Regions from separate parts of the Mus musculus genome. Here region 2 is linked to region 1. Evidence: chromatin contacts called from public Hi-C data. All regions are on one chromosome and are shown on one strand. The core of a region is the stretch at or near the end of the contact, and the rest is flanking DNA. Distances in the headings are between cores, read along the strand shown. Region 1 overlaps Eif3h (eukaryotic translation initiation factor 3, subunit H). Region 2 has its middle 120 kb from the start of Aard.

Region 1 (7,756 bases), core at 1,412-3,911:
TTAGCACATACCACTTATCACTGAACCAGTATATTATATGAAATATTTTAAAAGGGGCTAATGAACAAAAACTTAACTCTGGACACTGGAGTTACTTGGTAGCAAACCTCTAGTCCACCTTCTCTGCTCTCCCAACTCCTCCTGTCCACCTACGGTTACTAACTATTTCTTTCAAGCTCTCCTTTCCTTCTGGTGGCCCTCCCCAAGCCACAAAATGCTAGATACCGACTGACTACTGCATTTTCAAGCATCCCAGAAGCTGGCTCTACTTACTATTTTTTCAGCCCATTTCCAAGGTAAATAAATCTCTGCTTTCCCTGACAGATCTTCTCATTCTATGCTTGTATCGAATATATGTCCCTAATCTATGCCTCCATCTTTTGTTCAAGTTCATCTTTCCTGATTCAACAAGTTGTACATGACAAGTTAAAATAGGACCCTACTTTCAAGACAAGAATCATAGCTCTTGGTAAGCAACCTTTCCAATACTCAAGTCTTTTGCTTAATTTTACTTTTTCCTCTTTTTTTTCTGATTAGGGAAAATAAAAAATAATACTGAATGTCAAGTCCACATATTCCTTTTACTACCAAGGGCAAATCAAAGGGGACTTAAATTCTTATATGCTTTTAACAAGGCTTAAGTTACACAGGGAAATGGAAACACTGAAGTAAAATTATAGCAGTTATAACAGGGTACTCAAATATCAAAACAATGATAATTAGTGGGAATGTGAATAAATGTACAAAGCATATCACATATAAATGTTAAACACTGCTGAATGACCATCGTTACTACTAAGCTAATAATAGTATCTTAAATTATTAACCCTTCCCGTTCCTTTCTTCACTACTGAAAATAAATGTTTTTTCAAGCTAAGGCATTTGCTGTAACACATAACAAACAACCATTAAATAGCAGTGAAAGACTACTTCTATGATAAAGAAAATCAGTGGAAGGAAACGCTGATGGTCCTGATGAGTAAAAATTTCATTTACTGGCATTAAGCTAACTGAAGTTTAAAGATTTCAGGTTCAAAGGCAAGACAATTTATCAAGCAAGTTAACTTCTGTGATTAGTATAATTCAGTCATTATGGCTGAAGCAGTTAAAAATAATTCCATACGTTCTTGAAGATGTTCATCAAACCACTTAGCAGTTGGGAGGGAAAGCTGAGAACCTCAGTGCCGTCTCGAAACATGAAATATGTTTCAAATGTGTATATTTATATCAAACAATAATTAATTGAATTATTCCAGTCATCCTTATAGCATTCCCTACCATATGAAGTGTAATTATGGTCTAGGCAAAAGCTATGGAGAAGTCAGATGGACCTGGTATCCGGTGGCTTTCAAGTCTCTATGCAATGGTTTTCTTGTTCTAAGATTATTCTAGCTGTTGAACTTGCACCTCCTCCAAATTTTGGCTTGGCCAGAATCTTTCTTTTAAAGAAAAAGAAAAGAAAATCTCTTTGCAATGAAAGAAATTGTGATCTAAATCATGATGACAAGAAACCTTAGCAATTTAAATAGACAAGCCTTGAAATAATATTGTGATCAAAGTATCAAGCAGCCTAATAAAACCCAGGTGCCTTCGCCTTATCATATGTGGTCCTTATTACCACGCTGCACTATTTAACCTACTTCCTGGGGTCAACAACCACTTTCTGTTATTAATTCCTTCCCATTAATGATCTGCTGAAATTACCATGTTTTCTGATAAGACAACTCTTTTTTCAAAAAGAAAATAAAAAAAGTAAAAAGTCAAAGTAAAAAGAAAGAGTGGGTTTTATTTTGAATGTTTCAGAACTGGAGCCATGATTGGCAAGCCTCAGAAACCACAGTGGCTTTGTACTATTAGCATCCATTCAAGGCTCTGCTACGTCCTAGGGAGGCAACCAGATGACCATGGTTAGTAGAGTAGAGTAAGGGCTCACACATTTTATGATAACAAGCAGCAGCGACATGAAAAGCATAAGCACACAAACCTGCTTTACAGCCCTAAGATTCAAATGAGAACGTCGCCCCGACAAAAGTGTATTATTGCTCCAAATACTTCATCCTTCAAAGGTCCCCGGCGGTACAACTTGAAAGGTCGGAGGCAATGTTCCCAGCTATAGGTACTGCTGCCTTTTAAAATGGGAACTAAATGTCTTAGGGAATTTAGGGAGCATAATTTGGTTCCAGAAAGATTTCACGACGGTGATGTTGAAGTGCCAATAGTTATTACATCCACCTCAACATTTGATTCAAGGACTTAGAGCAGCACTGGATTTTAAAAAGGAGGAAATTATTTTAATTTATCTGCCTTCTTTCACCAGCTCAACCCCACCCCCTGAAACATTGGTAAAAACAAACCATTCGGAAGACTTGGCACTAGACTAGGGTGAAGGACTGGCTGAAAACAGTGCAGTAATGCGCCCTTGTGTACCTTCTCCTCTGGGCGTGAAGGTTTTCCACGTGGCTCTGCTCTGTCCCAACCACGGGTTCCAGGCCATCCAAAGGGAAGGTGAGAGTTGGGCATGTTACAGGCCTCCATTTTACACACAGCTACCTACACTAGTCACAAAGACAGTTGCCACAGCTCAGTGTGCCACGAGTGGCACCCAGTGTTCACACAGCCTCCTTACAGCAGAGGGATCCGTTTCTTTTCTTTCATTCTGTTTGCCCAGATGGCAGAGGCAGCAGATTGGAAGCATTGCACAACATATCACTTAACCATACTGTGTACTCAGTAAAGAAGGAAATTCACATGACAGGCTTTATCAGTACTGTCTGTTTAAGTCATCTGCAAAGCAATGGATTCGAGAAAGCCTGTGCCATCAGTCAGGCACCGACTTCTTCCGTTAAATAAAACCATCTATTCGAGCTATTTGCAGATGCAGTCAGTGGCATTTAATAAGAACTTGTTCTACTCGGCTTAATCTATACTTCAGTTAGTTTCTCCATTCTGGGTAGCAATACTAGAGGCTGTGTTGACTTCCAGAGACTGTGCTCAGAATGCCTGAGCTGACTTGATTCAACCACCACTACTTTATGGTTCATGTAAAGCTTAGAGCTGCTCTGGATCTTTAACGAGTATGGTACACACACACACATAAACTTACATTTTCTGAAATCTAGGTTAAATTCAACAACCACAGACTTCAGCTATGGCAATGCTTTAAGTGAATACTGTAAGCTGATTTCAGGTCTGCACCACTCACTGACAGCGTCTCTGACAAACTAGCAGGATCAGTCCAGTTCTCTTCAACTGGATCTCCGTGCACAGGCATGTTAGCTGGAGCTCCCATCTCTAGATGCGCCACTAATTTAACCTTGTGCTTCTTTCCTCAATTCCCTACTTACCATATGATCCATATCACAAATGTGCAAACTAGCAGGGGAAACCAGAACCACAGAGAAGCTCAGTCTAGACCTCCTTTTCCATGTCTCTCAATGGAAATGTATAGTTCCCAAGTGAGAACTATTAAGTCTGCCTGTACAGTTCCCATAATTAGCTACTAGTGTTTTTTCTAGTCAACGCCCTGTAGGAGACAATCTGAAAAGAAACACATGGGTGACTCTGAAGAAAGAGCAGTCTGGCTTGCCGCTCACACCCAGAATCTGTGAAGCAATAGGAAGCACCTAGACACACTAAGGTCTGAGTATGCCGTGTCCTCTCCTTACCATCCCTTTCCTTACTGAAGCACCAGAGGAAAATCAAGGCATCGCCTCACTGTTCTTCACCTAATCCTTCACACTGTTCTAGTACCAAATTTCTACTGTTTTGAAGGTAGAACTGAGCTCGAGTTGAGTTGATAGAAATATGATAAATCAAAATAAAACATTTTAAGGAGAAATAATTCACAATACGAGGAACTTTAGTAATACACTTTAAAACTATGTAAATATAGGTGGTGGTCCATCTCCTGTCTGCAGCCCTCGCGCCGAGGAAGGAGGCAGGAGGAGAATGAGTTTGAGAAGACCCTTAGCTACAGTAAGGTTTCTAGGCAGCCTTGGCTACACGAGGCCCTGTCTCAAACAACAAACACCAAAACAACTCACTAAGCACATTTAAAGCACCGGGAGTTGCTATCAAATGAGGTGAAAAGAATAAAATACACTACTACTAATATACTACTAATACAATGCAAGAATGATCCGTTTGTAAAATTTCAAGAATAAATTATTTTGTTATATAGTAATTTTAAATCACAGAATTAATATTTATTTGTCATCCTACTTTGGATGAATGGATGAGAGACAGACAGACAGACAGACAGACAGACAGACAGACAAAATGAATCTAGCATCTTCACTTATCAGTTTTCACTTTGTCCTCTAACATCATATAACACCTAACAACTAACATCATCTCTTAGGCTTCCGTGCTTCAAGCCAAATGTGCTGCTCAAAACAGCCAAGTTCCATAAGGAGCAGACCCGTGCAGTCCTCCCCTTCCCCAACAGAACCCATAGTAAGATTCAGTAAGGATGGCTGGCAGAGGCCCAGCTGCAGCTACTGCTGTCATCCTTGCAGCCTGCTCAGGCTAACGGCAGGTCAGAAATCTCTAGAGTTCCAACTAGCTCTGCAGTCAGACTCCTACTTGCTGGCTCTAAACTTACCTGCTATAAAACACGTCTGTACAGCATCACCACCTATCTAGTTCTGTCAAATAGAAATAATGTGGACGTATCTCTGCAAAGACTGCTGAAATGAACATTCAATCCTCTCCTTATTCAAGCAGAGGCTGCCTACATGTTAAACGATGTCTAACAGTTAGATGTTAGAAAAAACAAGGGTAAATAAATGCACACAAGAGCATGGCCAGGAAGTGATTCAGGGTATATAAATCTATACTATATTAGGTCAAAATAAACACTGCTTTTGTGTTTCACTACATCAGAAAGCAGATAAAGGGTACCAACGAAGCTTGCTGGTCTCTACAAAGGTACTAAGTAAGACTCAGGTGAGAAAACAGTGAAGGTATGGAAAGCTCCCTGGGAGCAATCTCAAGCAGAAAGGTTAATTCACAACAAACGGACTTTACGTCTTATAGATTTCTCTTTGGAAAATGCAACATCCACATCAAAAACACCAAACCTAATTATAATTAGTCTAGTTATACACATACAATTTACAGGTAAGGTAATATAGTTAGTTGGAGGACTGAAATTGGTCAACATTTCTAGGCAAAATAGAAAATGAGTTGAAACTTGCTTCTTAGGAAACGGTTTATAGAAAAACAGAAATAACAGAGCCTTTGCTTACATGGTCTAATTGTGGTCTTTTGACATTTTAATTAGTGTTAAATAGTTCATTCTTAATGATTATCAGCTTGAAATTTAGTAATAATTCAAATATCTTCACCTATAGTTGTTGTGGATCAAAAGTAAAACAGTTTTTATTTAATTAAAATTTAAACCACTGGGAATGGTAATTTAAGGATTATGTTTTTAGACTTGGGAAACTTAGGAATTTTAAATACTATTTAAGTACTATATCCACCTGTAATTTTCAAATCTTACAGTATTACTTTAAGTCTGCACAAAATTCAAACAGGTTTTCCTTGGCTTCTTTCCAAACCATAGCACTTACACTTGGGGACCGCGGAGAGGACGGCGTAGAGCGCTTTCGTTTCTTTAAGCAGAAAAACCTTTCACATGGACCAGATTTTCAACAGTGCATTTTCTGCGCAATGGTGTTTCTCAACTAATTTTTAAAAAGTGAAATTTAAGACATGAAATAAACACAATGACACTGTTGAAAGTTTTAAAATGAAGCCAGATTTTGCCCACACTTTTATAGGTACTCCTAAAAAACACTTAAGAACAACAAAAAGACCTGAATATACTGAAATTTCAGTTTCACATTTAGATTTTATTTCGTATTTTCTAACCACCTTACAAGGCATATCATTTTAAAGTTTTACTCACAGTCTGAGTGATCAAAATAAGTTGGTAAGGCATTAATCTAAATTAGTTCATTGCTTTCAACGGTCACCACAAAATCATCAAATGTTTATGTTTTGACATTTCAAATAGTACCATGACTAACAACAACAAAACCAGAACTATATAAATTGTGACATGGTCTGCTGCCTAGACTTGTAAAATGAATTATTTATTAAATAGTTAAAATGTATCAAACATTTTACTAAATGTTTTATACAGAGCTATGGACTAAATGTCCACAAAGCTGAGACTAGCACAGCACACTAAGACCTGCTTATCATGGGCACGCCTCTCCAAAGCTTCGAGCCCTACATACTACAGGGGCAGCCACATCTCAAGTCAAGGAATCAGTCAAGAAACTTTCTCCAAATAAATGCCAAGTCAAATCATCACAGCAGTTTGCTCTTTATTTCTTGAGATGCCCACATTATTTACTATGTCCCACAAATGTGGATAGTTAGGATACACAAAGAATCGATCATCCTAGCAGTTGCTTAAGCATCACTTCTGTGAGGTCATCGCAAACAAGAAAGCATCCTGACATCTACTCACTCCTACCCTTCTCTCCACCTCACCCCAAATGTATCAAGTACACGCCACACATTATTTACACGCTTCTCTCCCAGCTAGAACTAGGATTTGCTATCTTTCTGTCTTTTTTCACTATCTGCACAATGTCACTTCTGCATAAATGCTGAAATAAATAACCGTGGGTAATCTTTTGTCCCTGAAATATATGTAGCATTTTATCATACTTTCACTTTATCTTTCCAACAAGCTTCAAGCATAACCCCTGAAGTGTCTAATATTTCTACCAAGAAAACTGCCTAATATTTCTACCCAAAAAGTCCTTTGTTTAAAAAAAAGATAGTTTTTTTAGAATGAATGTATTCAACAGATCATAGTGGTTACTAACAATATAGGCAAGGAAACATTAAGCAAGTATCACATCATTCTATAAAACGTCTCCATATTTCTGAAAACTACGAATCATGCTCTCTGTCCTGACCACGCTCTGAATTCTGAGGCAACACAAAGCTGAAGGAGGAGCCTCCGGTAGGTTTCTAGCAGTTCTGGCTTCAGACAACCAAGGAAGGGAGGTGACCACGCAACAAGTAATTAGACCAAGACTGTCTCTGCCATCCAGCACAGCTTTAACATTACAAATATGACGACTGAGAGCTCGCTCTCCTAGCCCAGCAGTAGAAGCAGCACCTGAGCTGCACGGGACTCCTCTGAAGCCCTCATCTCATTAAAGTGACTTTGTAATCATTTAACGAGTCCTGGGAACACTTTCTGCTTTAACTTTTATTTCGAGATAATTCTGTACTTTAAACTTTTAGCAAAAGAAAATTTTGCTACAACGAAAATTGGCCAAAAGCAAGTCCAGGGTCTCATGCATGCCACGGACTTGCTATCTAAGTCCATTCCCTTCTGCAGTTCCCTGCTGCCTTTCTAAGGAGACCGAGTTTGGAGAACAGTGACCACTCTCTCTCTATGACTAACCTAAGGCATGCAAAATTAAGTTTCTCTGTTCCAAATATAAAAATTATGAATTTGGCTCTGATACAAAAAGGTAAGCTTTTTGTAACATCTGCAATATTAAATTGATTTAGTCTGCTAAAAAACAAGACAGTGAGTTATTGAATCTGTGTTTAATTCAGTACACTTTATAACATATTTAAGGAATTCAGTTGTATAAAACAGGATCTGAATCTTATCAGATGAAAATATTTTGTGCTGTTAGCAAGCCTCGGGTTGTATGTCTGAGAAAACAAATTAGTCTCTAGTTCTCCTAAGCTTGATAATAGTGCCCCCTAATGG
Region 2 (7,756 bases), core at 3,057-5,556, 330 kb after region 1:
AATGTAAATATCTGATGTGCGGGTCATCTGCTATGTGACTCCTGTGATTGGGCTACTTGACCCCAAAGGGGTGTTGATCCACAGTTTGAGAAATGCCGATCTGGTAGTCTGTCAGAAATGCAGACTCTTAGGTTGTACATACATAGACATACCTACCAGAATCTGCATTTAGAAAGACCCACTCCTGCCTGAAAGAGACTTATGTGCACATGGGAGTCGGGACTCACTGACCCATGATGCTAAATTTCTGCTTCAAGGCTTTGTCTCATGTAGTCACCAAAGGACCCGGGTGGCATAGACTGAGGGCCAGGCTTGAGCATTTTCCAGCCTCAGAGAGAGGAATGTGAGGACTCGTGCCAGGTTCCACAGTGCCAAACTGAACAGTGAGCCACTTGCTCTGACTGTTTTATTGCCCTGAAACCATGCAATTGGCTTCTTCTGAGCCTCCTAAAACACAATGGATCCACAGAAAAATAAATAATGTAAAGGCTTCCGAGGCTCTTGGCAGCAGTGTGTGTGTGTGTGTGTGTGTGTGTGTGTGTGTGTGTGTATGGGTGGTCCAGTTGAATTGGGGTGAAGGAAGAAGGAATTCAGGTGTGGAGTGGAGAGGATTTCCTCAGCTCTTGTCCAGGCTCCACCACCCAGACTGACTGCAGGAGGAATTTGTATGTAACAGATTTTAGAATCTGCCTGTAAGAAGCTCTGGCTGTTGAATGGATGAGGGCTGAAGTATTTTAAGCCAAAACACATTACGTGTTGGTTTCTTTATGTTTTAAATCTCCTGTGTTTTAGGGAGAAGTGAGTTGCTTTTGCCATCTATAATAAGATCTATTTCAGTTAGTGTCTTCACCAACCCCTCCCCCTTAGTATTTTCATTTCAGCCACAGATAGCTAAAATATTGGCCAGTGAAGGAAAACAGATTTCCCAATGAATAGCTCTACACTATGAGAAAATGAGATTAGAGAGATGCCTAAACTAATTTCAGGTTATTACACTCTTCATCTCTAGCCTAATTCTCTGTACTTTCACTCCTGGTTTATGGACAGAAATTTAAAGCCAGTACATTTTATCATCTGTATCCTTTAGTTCCCTTTTGAGTGAAGCATTGCAATGTCCTCTTTAATTTCCATGAGAACAAATTTCACCTTTATTACATTCAAAGACAATTATGGTGTCTTCATGAAAAATGATGTCTTCCAGATACCAGCAATAAAACAGCAATGTCCTAATGCCAATAAATGTATGAGCCGTATCAGTCAGCTTTCAGCTTTGCTTGCTTTGTTTTGAAAAGCACAGAAACCTTCGGGTTTTTAATTTGTGAGCTATGCAGAAGCGCTTTATATCATCCACTGGGTGGACGGTCAGGAAATGGAGCATGATCAAGCGACTGTCCCACTACAGGCAAAATTACTTGGGTAAGGCCTAAATCAGACTGGGTGGCACACCCTTCCATCTTCCCCTAGCTCTGTATCTTACTCTGTGTGTGCACAGGAGTTTGCATGAATGTGTGTGTGTGTGTGTGTGTGTGTGTGTGTGTGTGTATGAGAGAGAGAGAGAGAGAGAGAGAGAGAGAGAGAGAGAGAGAGAGTCAGACATACTCCTGCCTATAAGATGTGCAGGGATAAAGATAGAGCAGAGACAGGGAATGGCCAACCATTGACTGTCCCCAAATTGGGGCTCATCCCATGGGTAAGAACCAGTCCCCGATATTATTAATGATCCTCTGTTATGCTTGAAAACAAGAGTCTAGCATAACTGTCCTCTGAGAGGCTGTACACAACAGCCAATGGAAACAATGTGGAGACCCACCGCCAAACAGATGGAGCTCAGGGAGTCTTGTAGATGAGTTGGGGGAAGGATTGAGGGACTGGAAGAGGATAGGGACTCCACAGGAAGATCAACAGAATCAACTAACCTGGAGTCTCTAGGAAGAGACTGAACCACCAACCTAAGTGAGAACAGGGGCTGGATGTAGGTCCTCTGCACATATGTAGCAGAGGTGCAGCTTGGCCTTCATGTGGATCCTTCAACAACTGGAGTGTGTGCGGGGAGGGAATGATGCTGTTCCCCTAACTGGTCTTCTTAGTCCCATCTCAATGGGAGTGGATGCAGTGACTTGATGAGTCTGGGTGGCAGGTGATACCAGGAGGGACCTCCCCCTTCTCAGAGTAGGAGGGTACTGGGAGGAAGGAGGGTGAGACATTGGGCTGTAAAGTGAGTAGATTAATCAATTAAAAACGAGTCAGCCACAGAATCCTACACACACACACACACACACACACACACACACACACACACACACACACACAAACTGTGATCTCAGAGGCTGTCCTGGTGGAGCTGGCCACTGTCATGATTTGTCATGACCTCCTTTTGCAGTCCTACCTTTGGGCTGCAGTCTCTAGGGAAGTACTGGGTGTCTATTGAAGTGTCATCCCACAATCTTCCTGGCACCAGACATGGGCTCTCTTAGAGTCTTGTTCTTCCTCTGTTCTGCTCCTGGTACTTCTAAGACTTGGAATAGGATGATAATAGATTATTTTGGTATTGATTTTGGGTTATGGATGAGTCATTTCATAGGATAACCTACTTTATATGAACCAGTTTGGAGAGTGTTGTTGAATTATCTAGGATCATGTTAGAAACTTTGTAAAATATAAAAGATGGATAGCATAAAGCATTCCTTAGGTAGCTAGCTTTCAGCTGTGGAAGCTAGGTTGTATAGGAAGGAACTAATTAGAATAAGGAACGCATGCATGCTCTATTTCCAGTTAGTATAGAATGTGCACTCTAGTTCCTAGCAAGGCCATCATCTTGCATAGTTTGGATCTTGATTTTAAAAGTCACGAATAAGGAGGAGTTCAGGGCTACTAGAATTCAGAAGTGGGCATCGGGAGGGTCTTCAGTATCTAAGGAAGGCTTCCCAACAAAGACTTAGGTGGATTTCTGAGGCCCAGTGGCCACTGAATGAGCAGAGAGAACTCAAGGAGGTCAGCCAAAGCCAGGTAATCATAGAGTCACAAAAGTGAGGGGAGAGTGACAGACAACAGAAGAGAGGGCACTCTTGGCAGCGCAAGAACTCTAATTGGTCGATAGAGATGATATGTTAAACAATGACCAGTGTGTTTACAATACCTTCACTGCTAAGCAGGGGGTACTTGAACAGGATTCTGTAATCTATCATGCCCATTTCCCCTTACAGAAAACTACCAATGATGACACGGTGTGATAGATTCCCGTAAGCCACTCAGAGGTTTTCAACGGCTTTCGATTTTTTTCAACTATGTTTCGATACATGTTAGAGAGAATTCATGGTTGTGAGGCAAGTTTACAAATTTTTCATTCTGTACTTATTTAATTTAATACATATAGATTAGTCAGCTTTATACTCCTAGGCAGTAGAGCAATCTGTGATGGGGACACGGCCTTCAGGGAGCTTCTATTCTTTAGAGGTTATTGACTCATAAATGCTCTGACACAGGAAAGTCCTGGATGGAGAATGCCAGCTAAATGGACTTGACAGTTAGCAAAGGGAGGGACTCAAATTGGAAACTGAGGGGAGTAGCGTCATCACCAACCTGAAGAGATGCAGGCTAGTGCTTGAAGCAGAAGGTAATAATAGCTCAGTCAAAGCACTGGGTGCGGCAGCCATGGCCAAGGGCTTATGCCTGCTTTCTGGACTGTTGCCATAAACAATAGGGACTCAGTATGGAAGGAAAGTCAGGACTGCACTGGGCTGTGAAGCTGTTTGTGCTTAGTAGCGATGCTGTTATTTGAAAAGGAGTATGGGAAAAGCCATCCAGTAAAGGGACTTGGGAACCAAAAGGCAAACTTAGCACCCTTTTTGATAAACTAACCAGTCTGAGAGGGCATTTAGAGCAGATGATATGTTCAATAAGCCAGCAATTTGGTTTGAAAGAGAAGACCCAAACTTCCTCAGGGACGGCGACTCCCCTGCCGCGTGCCCACAGCAAGGAGTCGAGCAAACATTGCTCTGGGAGCAAATGCGGAGTGCTTTCCAGAGAACAGGTTTCTCTTTGGGGTATAATTATTTGGCCCACTTAATAGAAGTCGCAAGCAGGCCAGCCCTTGAAAAATAGGGCTCGTTCCTCGTTTTAGCAGAGCTTGAACAAAGGGAAACTTAAAATCAATTAGAGGGAAAGAGGAAGCCTATTTCTGTCCTTCTGGAGACAAAAGATGAAGCACAATTGGTTAAAATTCAGAGGACTAAAAATCTCTTGGGCGGTTGGGGGAAGTATTGGAGAGCTGCAGAGGAGACACAGATCCAAACGCAGGCTCGAGCTGCCATCTAGTGTTGGGACGGCTGCTGGCACGCCAGGCCCAGCTGCTGTTTCTGCCTGCCGGCTCAAGGCTCTTGGGTTTCAGAAAGATGCATCAAATTACTATTTATTATTATTGTTATGCCTATTGTTATTAAATAATTACTAAGTTAAACAGGGAGTTTAACACTTCTTGTCTCCCAGGAATTAATTTTCCTCCTGACAGCACGCAGTCCTCAGTATTCAGTTGCCTCTTGTTTGAAGGAACAAGGTTTAATCCTTTGGCAATCTAACTAGGAGCCAGCTCAGCTCCGAGGGAACCACAGTTTGACCTTTGCAATCGTGTTGGAAGGTGGCAGTCTGGATCATTAACCTTGTGAAAGGTCCTGGTGTATCTATAGGCTCAAGCCTCCTCCTGAAGGGAGATTTCATGGTGAAATGCTGTTATAGAGCCTGTAGAGTAGTTTTGTCTCCTCACCAGACTCTTGTTTTATTGAATTGAGGTCTCTCATATTGGGAAGATAATTGGCAATTCAACAAATTACCTTTATTTAATTAAACAACTAATTTACTGCCAATCTGATATTGATTAGAGGCCCTGGCTGCCAATTACTTGTCCCACCCCTGCCCTGTTACTGGAAATTACAAACCTTAACCAGGCTTAGCTAATATTGTTTGTAGCCTAAAGATGGGAGCTTTGATGTTCCACAGCTGCTGGGTCTCTATCTCACTGCGGCGAAGCAGGCAGCGCCTGTGAGGCTCTGGAGATGCTTAACGTGGCCTGCCAACTCCCACGCCCACTCTGAAGCGTGGCTCTGGAGCCCCTGACCTAGATGGCTGACTCAGAGTGACTGCAGCGTCCTCCTGTGCCCCAGCCTCTGCTCTCAGCAGCAGGTCTTTTCAAACAGAGCTGTAGCGTGAGTAAACAGCCCTGAGAGGAGCCATCTGCTCGGTTCCCATTTGGACATGAAAGCGAACCTGATCTTACAGACCTTTCCAGACACCCGGTGGCCCCGCGATCTCCCCCCATCTAGTCACTGCAATACTTTACTCTTTTGTAAGGTGGGAATACAGGCATGCTTTCCCTCTACCTTTTTAAAGCCGACAGAGGAAAATAATCCTTAGAATTAAAGCTGTCCTTTGTTGTGCTGTGACATCCTCGTGACAGGTGGTGGCATATGAAAGGCTGAGGGACTGGGCAGGGGATGGAGTGAAACACATTCCTCAACCACAGGGCAGGATCAGGGGACATTGCTGTGAAAGCCCTACTCTGAATCTTCTCTTAAGGCGGGGCAGATCGACAGGGGAATAAACAAAGGAAAAATTCAGACGTTATATGTGTTTCTATTGTGGGTGCTGGAGTTGTCTGGCGTAAAGAAGAATTAAGGGATGGGGAGACCTCTCTTAGCCATTTGATGAACATTCTTCTATTTTCCTAAACATCCATGTCACCTTTAGGCCACTCTTATGTTCTTCTCATCTTCCTGTCCAGTGCCCAGAAAAACACAAACACAATTTAGGAAGCTTCCAGTTCAGTGCTCAGTACAAACAAGGCATGCAGCAAAGGCTTAGCCCATGGTAGGTGGGCAAGAATTTTTTAACTGAATCAGTGCATTAAAGTATGCGTGTCAGAATGTTTGATGAGACGAATAGTTGACTGTATCAATAAATCAGGAAAGAGAGTAACATTTATCTAGTGCTTAATCAGAACAAAGGGTTGTTCTAGCCAAGTCGTCTCCTTGGAAAAGACTATTGTAAAGATCTCCCGACAGAAGTGGAATCAGTCCAGAAGGCTGTGGAACTGACAGACAGCCATGTCCTCTCCTCAAGGTCTTTCTCTTTCCTGTTTGTCTGCTTTGCTCTCCTCTTTCTGCACCAGTCTTTCTTAAGCTCCACTCCACATACTTTCTGTCTGTTCATAAATTATGCCTGGCTAAGACTTTGCTGCTTGCCACAGCAGCAAAATGGACGTTAGCTTCTTTTGACTTTCTTGTTCATTGTTAAATATCGCATTGTCCCCCTTTCTAAATATATATTCCAGAAAGAAGAACTTCATAGGCCAAGCTTGCCAATGTATTTACTTTTGAGCCAGGCCATTTGGTCTTGGCTGCCAGCTCGTCTACGGAGCACTTGCTTGTGTTGGGCTCATTATTATGGGTAAGTAGAAAGTAGGAATGCAGGTCACCTACATGACACTCAGACATCAAGAATTGTGAGAGGACAGGCTCTCTTTGGAGGGGATACACAAACTGTAAACATATCTAGAAACCCAGGGCGTAGTACTTAGCAATAGATGAAGGGCCAAGGAAGCAGTGTGCGCATCACTTTGAGGGGTTCTGCGCAGGAACTGCTTGGTGGAGGTGACTGAACACGGGGCATCTCAGATCTGCCTGATGACTCTGGGGCATCATTATGCTGGCTGCAAAGCTTATGCTTCTCCGAGCTCTGCTCTCTCCCGTTTACTTTTCACCATTGTGAAGCATTTCATCAAGAAGAACCAGTGGCTCGTAGCACTAGCAGGAAATGTGCCACCAAGATAGGAACTGGGGACCACTTCAGGAAAGCTAGCCACGAACGGAAGGAGCAGCAATAGCAAAAATATTGGTCAGATGGAAGGTGGCTTTGACTGGAGGGACTGCTGTATGTAGGTCTCGGAGCACAGTGTGGTGTTAATGGCTTGAGAATGTCTGATGAGATCAGCATGACTGAAAAAAAATAGGGATTTGGCCTCAGTATGTGAGGGATAAAATTTACTTACACACACAACACAACACATACACACACACACACACACACACACACACACACACACACGCGCGCACACACACACAAACATGCAACTTCTGGCCTCCCTTCTGCATCACATGTCTGGATGTTTTTCTTTTTTAACAGGGATGGTTATACTTGAACCTATTCTCAAGAGAAGATATTTCACATGGAAAAAAAAAACAGCTAAAAAAAAACCCTCAAAACCCCCAAACTTTGGATACCATAGGATGCTAGATTCAGGTAGAAGGACACATGTACTCACCCATAGTTTTGCATTATTTTGTCCTGATGATGATCATGACATCATCATGAGAAAGTGCTATTTTAGGCTTTTAATTTTTGTTTGTCTGTTTTGATAGCTTAGAAAGCCAAGGCTCAAGTAGAGAAGAGATACCTGCTTGAAGGGCAGGTCCTGGTTTAAAAGCTCAAAATTTATTCCCAATTCCTCTCAAGAGGGGAAGAGAAGTAAATAAAAACACTGTTCTCTCTCTCTCTCTCTCTCTCTCTCTCTCTCTCTCTCTCTCTCTCTCTTTCTTTCTTTCTTTCTTTCGGTCCAATCTGGTTCAGGGGTTCAGGAACTGGAAACATTTCTAAAGACTACTATTGTTTGGTGCAGTTTCAGGTTGACAGATAGCGACTTCCAAGTCCCTCATGCTGGCTGGCTAACCTAGGGAATTCTAACACTGTAACAACTGAGATGTATAGA

What was found. A called contact is a pair of places that touch in the nucleus more often than the background predicts.
Region 2: a Hi-C map of forebrain shows a contact between it and region 1, with 4 times the contacts expected there. The contact joins two enhancer-like sites. A contact is called at or near these places in 7 of 484 Hi-C or Micro-C datasets (the G1E-ER4 cell line, the HPC-7 cell line, cerebral cortex and 3 more) and 1 of 115 datasets of contacts at active chromatin or transcription factors (embryonic stem cells).

Annotation. Positions count from the first base shown.
Region 1 is chr15:51,831,625-51,839,380 of GRCm38.p6, forward strand. All of the region lies in intron 2 of Eif3h (eukaryotic translation initiation factor 3, subunit H), which reads right to left. Among named protein-coding and RNA genes, the nearest start is that of Eif3h, 30 kb to the right of the region's middle. Within about 2 kb of position 2,662, at least 35 of the 459 cell types and tissues checked have an H3K27ac peak or open chromatin away from gene starts, as enhancers often do. A contact at or near this core is called in cerebral cortex, forebrain and uterus, where this site is marked.
Region 2 is chr15:52,156,640-52,164,395 of GRCm38.p6, forward strand. No RefSeq gene overlaps it. Among named protein-coding and RNA genes, the nearest start is that of Aard, 120 kb to the left of the region's middle. Within about 2 kb of position 4,307, at least 72 of the 459 cell types and tissues checked have an H3K27ac peak or open chromatin away from gene starts, as enhancers often do. A contact at or near this core is called in cerebral cortex, forebrain and uterus, where this site is marked.